Linked DNA regions of Mus musculus: region 2 is linked to region 1. Evidence: chromatin contacts called from public Hi-C data. All regions are on one chromosome and are shown on one strand. The core of a region is the stretch at or near the end of the contact, and the rest is flanking DNA. Distances in the headings are between cores, read along the strand shown.

What was found. Hi-C and Micro-C count contacts between places; a contact is called where the count stands out from the background.
Region 2: a Hi-C map of cerebellum shows a contact between it and region 1, with 1.6 times the contacts expected there. The contact joins two enhancer-like sites. A contact is called at or near these places in 6 of 484 Hi-C or Micro-C datasets (the HL-1 cell line, cerebellar granule neurons, cerebellum and 2 more), 1 of 115 datasets of contacts at active chromatin or transcription factors (heart atrium) and 2 of 9 other capture datasets (adipose tissue and liver).

What each region holds. Positions count from the first base shown.
Region 1 is chr2:77,788,790-77,792,016 of GRCm38.p6, reverse strand. All of the region lies in intron 1 of Zfp385b (zinc finger protein 385B), which reads left to right. Among named protein-coding and RNA genes, the nearest start is that of Gm35431, 25 kb to the right of the region's middle. Within about 2 kb of position 1,541, at least 5 of the 459 cell types and tissues checked have an H3K27ac peak or open chromatin away from gene starts, as enhancers often do. A contact at or near this core is called in cerebellum, where this site is marked.
Region 2 is chr2:77,912,308-77,915,676 of GRCm38.p6, reverse strand. Cwc22 (CWC22 spliceosome-associated protein) reads left to right here. Exons shown (of 20, transcript NM_001362658.1): 13 at 99-180. Among named protein-coding and RNA genes, the nearest start is that of Cwc22, 32 kb to the left of the region's middle. Within about 2 kb of position 1,751, at least 15 of the 459 cell types and tissues checked have an H3K27ac peak or open chromatin away from gene starts, as enhancers often do. A contact at or near this core is called in cerebellum, where this site is marked.

The DNA.
Region 1 (3,227 bases), core at 292-2,791:
CGTGATATGCACGTCCTCTGGCTTGGCGAAGGGGGGGAAGGATCCCTGTGTATTGGTAACGACACTGGGCAGAGGGATAGCAAAGGAAGGCAGCCCCCACTACTTGGTTACCATGAGGCAGGCAGGGTGAGCAGACTTGCTGAGGCGCCATGGTTGCATGATTAGGAAAGGTCCAGATGACCTGAATATGTGGCTCTTACTCTGTGGTGCCTTTGAACCTTCTCTTGTTACCAGTGCATAGGGTAAAGATTGGAAAATGGGCTGGGGAACCCTGGCCTGTGTGAGCAGGACCCCTCACTTTGTTCAACTCTCTGTTCCAGAGGAAAGGTCTTTTTTTTTTAATTAGGTATTTTCTTCATTTACATTTCAAGTGCTATCCCAAAAGTCCCTCAGATCCCCCCCCCCCCCAACTCCCACTTCTTGGCCCTGGCGTTCCCCTGTACTGAGGCATATAAAGTTTGCAAGACCAAGGGGCCTCTCTTCCAGAGGAAAGGTTTTTATTTTATCTTCTGGAACTTGAGCCAGAAATACTGGTGAATTACATTCTTAAAGAATTAATAAACCGAGAGTGTATTTTCCTCTTACGATTTTAGTTTCTTTTAGCTGTGATTATAACTTAGTATTAAAGCTGATAAAATCCTGAATGGATGGTAGCCGCTGTGAAAACGTACTTCTTGGTTATTAAATAATTGTAATAACACGGAGTGAGTGCTTCTCTTCGTTTAAGTTCCTCACCTGGTGTTTATACCATGGTTGTTTTCTTCATGTCAAATTCTAAACCTTGTTTTATAGTGTAACCATAAAGAGCTTCAGAGGCAAGTCGTCTTAATATCTATTATGGTGTGTAAGGTGTAGCTCTTCTCCTAGCATGAAGGCTGTGGTGAGGGAGCAAGGATAAACTGTGCAAGCTCACACACTCTCCTGGCGCCTTCCATGTGAAGGGCAGATCTGGAACAGAGTGGCCACCATGAGTCAGCTGTCTCTTCAGGCTCTTGTCACCAAACAAACAGTCACTGACTTGCTTAATGACCTCGGCCCTCTTGGTCTGACTGCATTTTGTCTCTCTGCATTTCTTTCTACTCCTTGGCTTCCTTGGACATACTTTGGGAGAGGGACACAGTGGGCAACCCAGTAAACAAGTCAGGAGTGACCGGAAAACACAGTTCACAGACAGTACCAAATGAAACATCAAGTCCCAAGTACATTGTAAGGAAGAAGTCCAGGATAAATGCTGGAGATTCATTCCCATGTAAGTGTTCTCCTTGCAGATTCTTTTAAATGGGAAGGAACAGTTTGAGCAGGTTGGCAGCTTTTGGAAAGCCTTTGCTTTATCAGCTGGGAAGTGATTCTATTTTTTTAAATCACATTTTATTGTAACTCAGTTTCTGGTGCCTCCAAATGCAAAATTACGTGCTCAGCTGACCCTTTAATTAGCTCTCATTCTGTCTCACATGATTTATAGCCCGGTGGCGCACGTGTAAGAATGATATATGATTTAATGAACTAGAAAGGCAGAACAGAGTCCCAGCGATTGCTCAGTGCTTCCTTCTGGCTGGAGAATGGAGCGGCCAGGGCTAGGAAAGCCACAGCCCTGTCCACTGCTTCCCTATCCTCTCGAGAACAACAAGGCCCAGTTTTCTGTGGCTTATGAGTTTTTGCAAATCTACTTTTGTTAGCACAAACATGCATGCGCACACGCACACACACACACACACACACACACACACACACACACTGACATAGGCATCTTGAAATAACTGTTAAAAGGAGTGTGAGCAACACCATTGATACAGTGCTCGTAGTTTGCACCTTCATTTTATTGTTTGAAATACAAACATCAGAGATGAGGCAACACTCATCAGAGATGAGTTTAATCTTTGGGGTTTGGCTCTGGTTTACCACAGTTGGTCAGTTCGATGTTGGTGGAGCGTGTTAGGCAGTGACGGAGATGCTCATCCAATAGTGAGTGAGAAATAGGATCCTTCCTAGAGCAAAGATAACAAATGATAAATTACCTTCGAACTCCCTTGTTTTAAAAGTTGAACTCATGGTTTTCTTTGAGGCCTTTTCATAGATCCCATTTGATTTGTTAAGGCCACCTCTAGTCCTGCTTTCTTTCTCTCACCCCCCGCCACTGTCTCTGTGGCTAAATCCTTCAGCACGTGCATTTTCTATTCTTTCACTTATGCTTTTAAATTGGGCTATGAGATAGTAGGCTGCCATATGGCTTTTCGTTCTCCCTTCCACTGGGTTGGTCCTCCCTTTCCACCCCCTCATTGACCCCATAATCCTGTGCTCCTCCCTGTTCAAGCCTTTCTGACCCCAGCATTTTACCTCTCTGCTTTTCTTGACCTATAATCTACTGTATTTTTACGCCCCTTAGAGGCCCTTTTCTAGTCTTCTGGCTTCCACTTGTGATATAAATTAAACACAGAAATCAAAGATTCCAAGTGTGGGTCAGCACAGGAGGTAAAGCACACACATGGTCACGTCTGACTCCTGCCATCTGCCTGGTGAGTGTTATGATGAGCAGCCTCATGAATGTGGTCACATTAGATGTGAGAGGAGCCATTCAGTGTCGGTCTTACTGTGACCAGCTTATTTATTGTACTTCACATACAATATGTGCAAATATGTCACCTCCTCAGTGCCCGTCCACGTTGCTGTATGGGCAGAATTTCTAAGAATGAATAGAAAGAACCAACCCGACCAGTCATAAGGAATAGAAACAGGAAGTATGGGAGGTATCTGGTAAGAACAGAGAGAGCAGAGAGTGTGGGACCCTGGAGGCCACAGTGACGGAGTGCCAGCAACTGTCAAGAGTTGTTAAGAATTTTGCCAAGATTCCCAGTGCCACACAGGACCTGTGACTCATGAGCTTAGTTTCTGCTTTGTCATTATGTCTAGGGACTACCTACGTAATTCAGAACACAGAATTCTGACACCAAAGCAGGTAAAAGTGTCCTGTAGCCTCGAGGGTCCCCATCGTCCTCCTGCCCAAGCGTGGGTTTGAGACACTGAGAATGGATGGGAAAGTTCTGTGCACTCTTCTTGTGGGCTCACCAGTTGGCTGCAGGTCGGCTTTCCTGCTTTATACTGCTCTGTGTACGCACACATTCACATTCTGCGTTGTGTTGCTGTACCATTTCAAAGTCACTTGCAGACGTGACATCCTGCCCATAAATACCTCAGCATGTGACTGGTCATGGGTGGAATTCTTTAACCAT
Region 2 (3,369 bases), core at 502-3,001, 120 kb before region 1:
ATCCTACAGATACCGTTTTACAAACAACATTGTAATTATTGAATTTGATTATAGAATAAACTTGTATTTTTATAATTGTTATGTTTAATTTATTTCAGGGCAAAAAGTAACTATTCATGACAAAACAGAAATCAACCTAGTCTCGTTTCGCCGTACAATCTATCTTGCCATTCAGTCAAGGTAAGAGTCCGTAGCTCAGTGGATAAGAGATGGGTAAGCAAGATCAGTGATCGCACTAAGAGTCTGAATACAGACTTAAACATCGTTTCAGCATTTGCACAGTGCTTGCTTCACCCTGTCCTGTACCCAAGCTCAGAGGCCCCAGCACGTCTGTTCTGTTCTTAGAAAGTAATGTGTCTTTACTTACCTAAATGTCCTAATTGTGTTACCTGAATAGATGCTGTTTTCTTTTTAGTGGGTCATTTCCTGTAGTTAAACCTTAAAAATAACCAGCTCTATATTAAAAGCTATCACAGTATTCGAATGTTAATGACAATTTCATGGTTGCTTCTCTGATGTGGTTATTAATCCTGGTTCTGTTGAGAAGCATGAATCCTGTGCAGATGCAGTGGGTAGAAATGGGATTGGGAGTTACACTTGAGGAGGTTTTTGAAGACCCCTTGAAGTAGTGTTAAGAAATACCAGGATATCATGAAAATAAATCTCTTTCCTTTGAAGCCTACATGTTCCACTTGAAGAGAGATGCACAAGACCTGTAGATGCTTAGTCCATCTGTTATTTTACATAGGAATCAGCCTGTTGGTTTACTGGGCACACGTTTACACTTCACACGGGAGGAGGGCTGTTTTCTGGTTGTGGTTGTTTGTAGGTTCTGTGTGTTTCCATTGAGCATGATGATGTCATAGCAGTATTGAGTCACAAGTAGGAGTCATCTTGTTTTCATTGTTTGAAAACTTCAAATAGAGGAATACAGCAGAATGCAGATTAGAAAGATGTTTTGTTTATCTTGACCTATATCTTTGTCTTTTGCATGAAGAAACTTGTAGTTTTTCTGTACAGCCAGAAGTTGAGAATGTTTTTAGTTTGCCATCCCTGCTGTCCTTTCAGACCTCCAGTGTTAACCATCAGAAGCAGATCATTCTCCTGCTGCTGTCAGCACTGACTGAGAAGAGGTTCAGTGCAGCTCTGAACAGCTGACTAGAAAAAAACCCTTGTCTAAGTTACCTTAACTTTGCTAATCTCTGATTCACCGAAATTACCAAAAACAAAAGTACCAAGACACAAACGGCAGCCACTCTTACACAGTAGCTCTTCCTTGTCATTGTGCCCACAGACCTTACATGACGACCAGCCCACTGTGACAGTGGTTGCTAGACTTAAAAACCCACCCGTATTCCAAGAAAAACACAAGTGATCAGTAGATGCACTATGGAGGACTTAGAAATGAGACTCTTTGGTGATAAATCTCATAAAGAATGTTTGTTATCAAATATCTGGACAATGAAATGCTGTCATTGCTCACCAAAAGCAAAAGATTAACTTTTTTTTTTAAGCAATGGAACTGGGTGTTGAATTTTATTAGAGTCACAAAAACATTGTTGTGAGTAAATGCTTTACAGAAAGCCTTTGGAAACCTGAGCCACGGGCTTTTGTTTATTGGAAAACAATAAAGGGAACAAACGGGTGATCACTTACTAAAATACATGATCAAATGTCTGGTCTGTGTCTCCTTTGAAAGTGGAGTTGCTCATGACTTGTTAGGAGTGTAGGGAGTGCTCTGATACATGTCAGCTTGGAGAAGGTAGGCAGAACAGAGCCGTGCCTCTGCTGTCTCAAGACAGGAGGGACACCATATGTCAGCACTGCTTGCCTACCCTAAAAGGAGGTAGGATTACAGATTCCCTGCGTGTGTGTGTGTGTGTGTGTGTGTGTGTGTGTGTGTGTGTGTGTGTGTGTGTGTATTTTCTAAAGTCTTTATAGCATCCAGGCTTGATGAAATGAAGTGACTGAGTCAGATGGTGTGAGGGCATTTCATGTAATCACTTGGGGGAATCTGAGGATTGAACCTAGTTATGCTCAGTCTCTCCCACCGAGCAAGCTGTGTCCCAGAACCTTGCTTCAAGAAATCAACAAACAAACAAAAGTCAGTTGACCACTGAGCTATTTAGGAATTGGCATTTACATTTTTTTCCTGATGACTAGTTTGCTGGTCATCCTTTCTCCCTGTTGTTATGATTCCTAGATTACTCTTCTGTTATACAAACATCATAATAAGTAGCTGGCTTTGCTGTGGAAGGCGAAGCATCCCCTTCATTCTTGCTCCTCAATGGTGGTCAGTGTTTATATTTTTAAAATTGTATCAGAGGGAGATGGACTACAGTGTCCCTGACAATATAGTTTCTTAAATTGGACACATTGACATAATCATTTTTAAATACTACTTCAACACCAGCATCTTGTGTTGCATGTAACTTTTCTTTTTTCTCTTTTTTTAAAAATCAGTTATTTTGTTTATTTGTATATCAAGTGTTATCCCCCTTCCCGGTTTTCCCTCCGAAAATCCCCCATTCCACTCCCCCCTCCCCCTGCCTCCATGAGGGTGCTCCCCCACCCACCTACCCACTCACTCCTGCCCCACCACCCTATCATTCTCCTAGGCTGGGGCATTGAGCCTTCACAGGACCAAGGGCTTCTCCTCCCACTGATGCCAGACAAGGCCATCCTGTGGTACATATGCAGCTGGAGCCATGGGTCCCTCCATGTGAACTCTTTGGTTGGTGGTTTAGTCCCTGGGAGCTTTAGGAGGGGGAGTCTGGTTGGTTGATATTGTTGTTCTTCCTTTGGGGTTGCAAACGCCTACACCGTCAGTCCTTTCTCCCTCCATTGGGGTCACCGTTCTCATTTTGATGGTTGGCTGCAAGCATCCACCTCTGTATCAGTAAGGCTCTGACAGCCTCTCAGGAGACAGCCATATCAGGCTTCTGTCAGCAAGGACTTCTTGGCATCAGCAACTGTCGGGATTTGGTGGCTGCATATGGAATGGATTCCCCAGGTGGGGCAGTCTCTGGATGGTGTTTCCTTCAGTCTCTGCTCCACTTTTTGTCCCCATATTTCCTTTAGACAGGAGCAATTCTGGGTTAAAATTTTGTGAAGGGATGGCCCCATCCCTCAACCTGGGGCTATGCCTAACCTCTGGATATGGTCTCTACAGGTTCTCTCTCCCCTTTGTTGGGTATTTCAGCTAATATCATCCCCGTTAGGTCCTGGGAGCCTGTTGCTTTTCTGGCATCTGGGACTTGCTGATGGCTACCCCAGTTCCGCATCCCCCATTGCTACACACCTCTTTTCAATTTCCTGACCCTCTGTACATCTTGCCCGTCTCCTCCCACATCTGATCCTGCCCCCCAC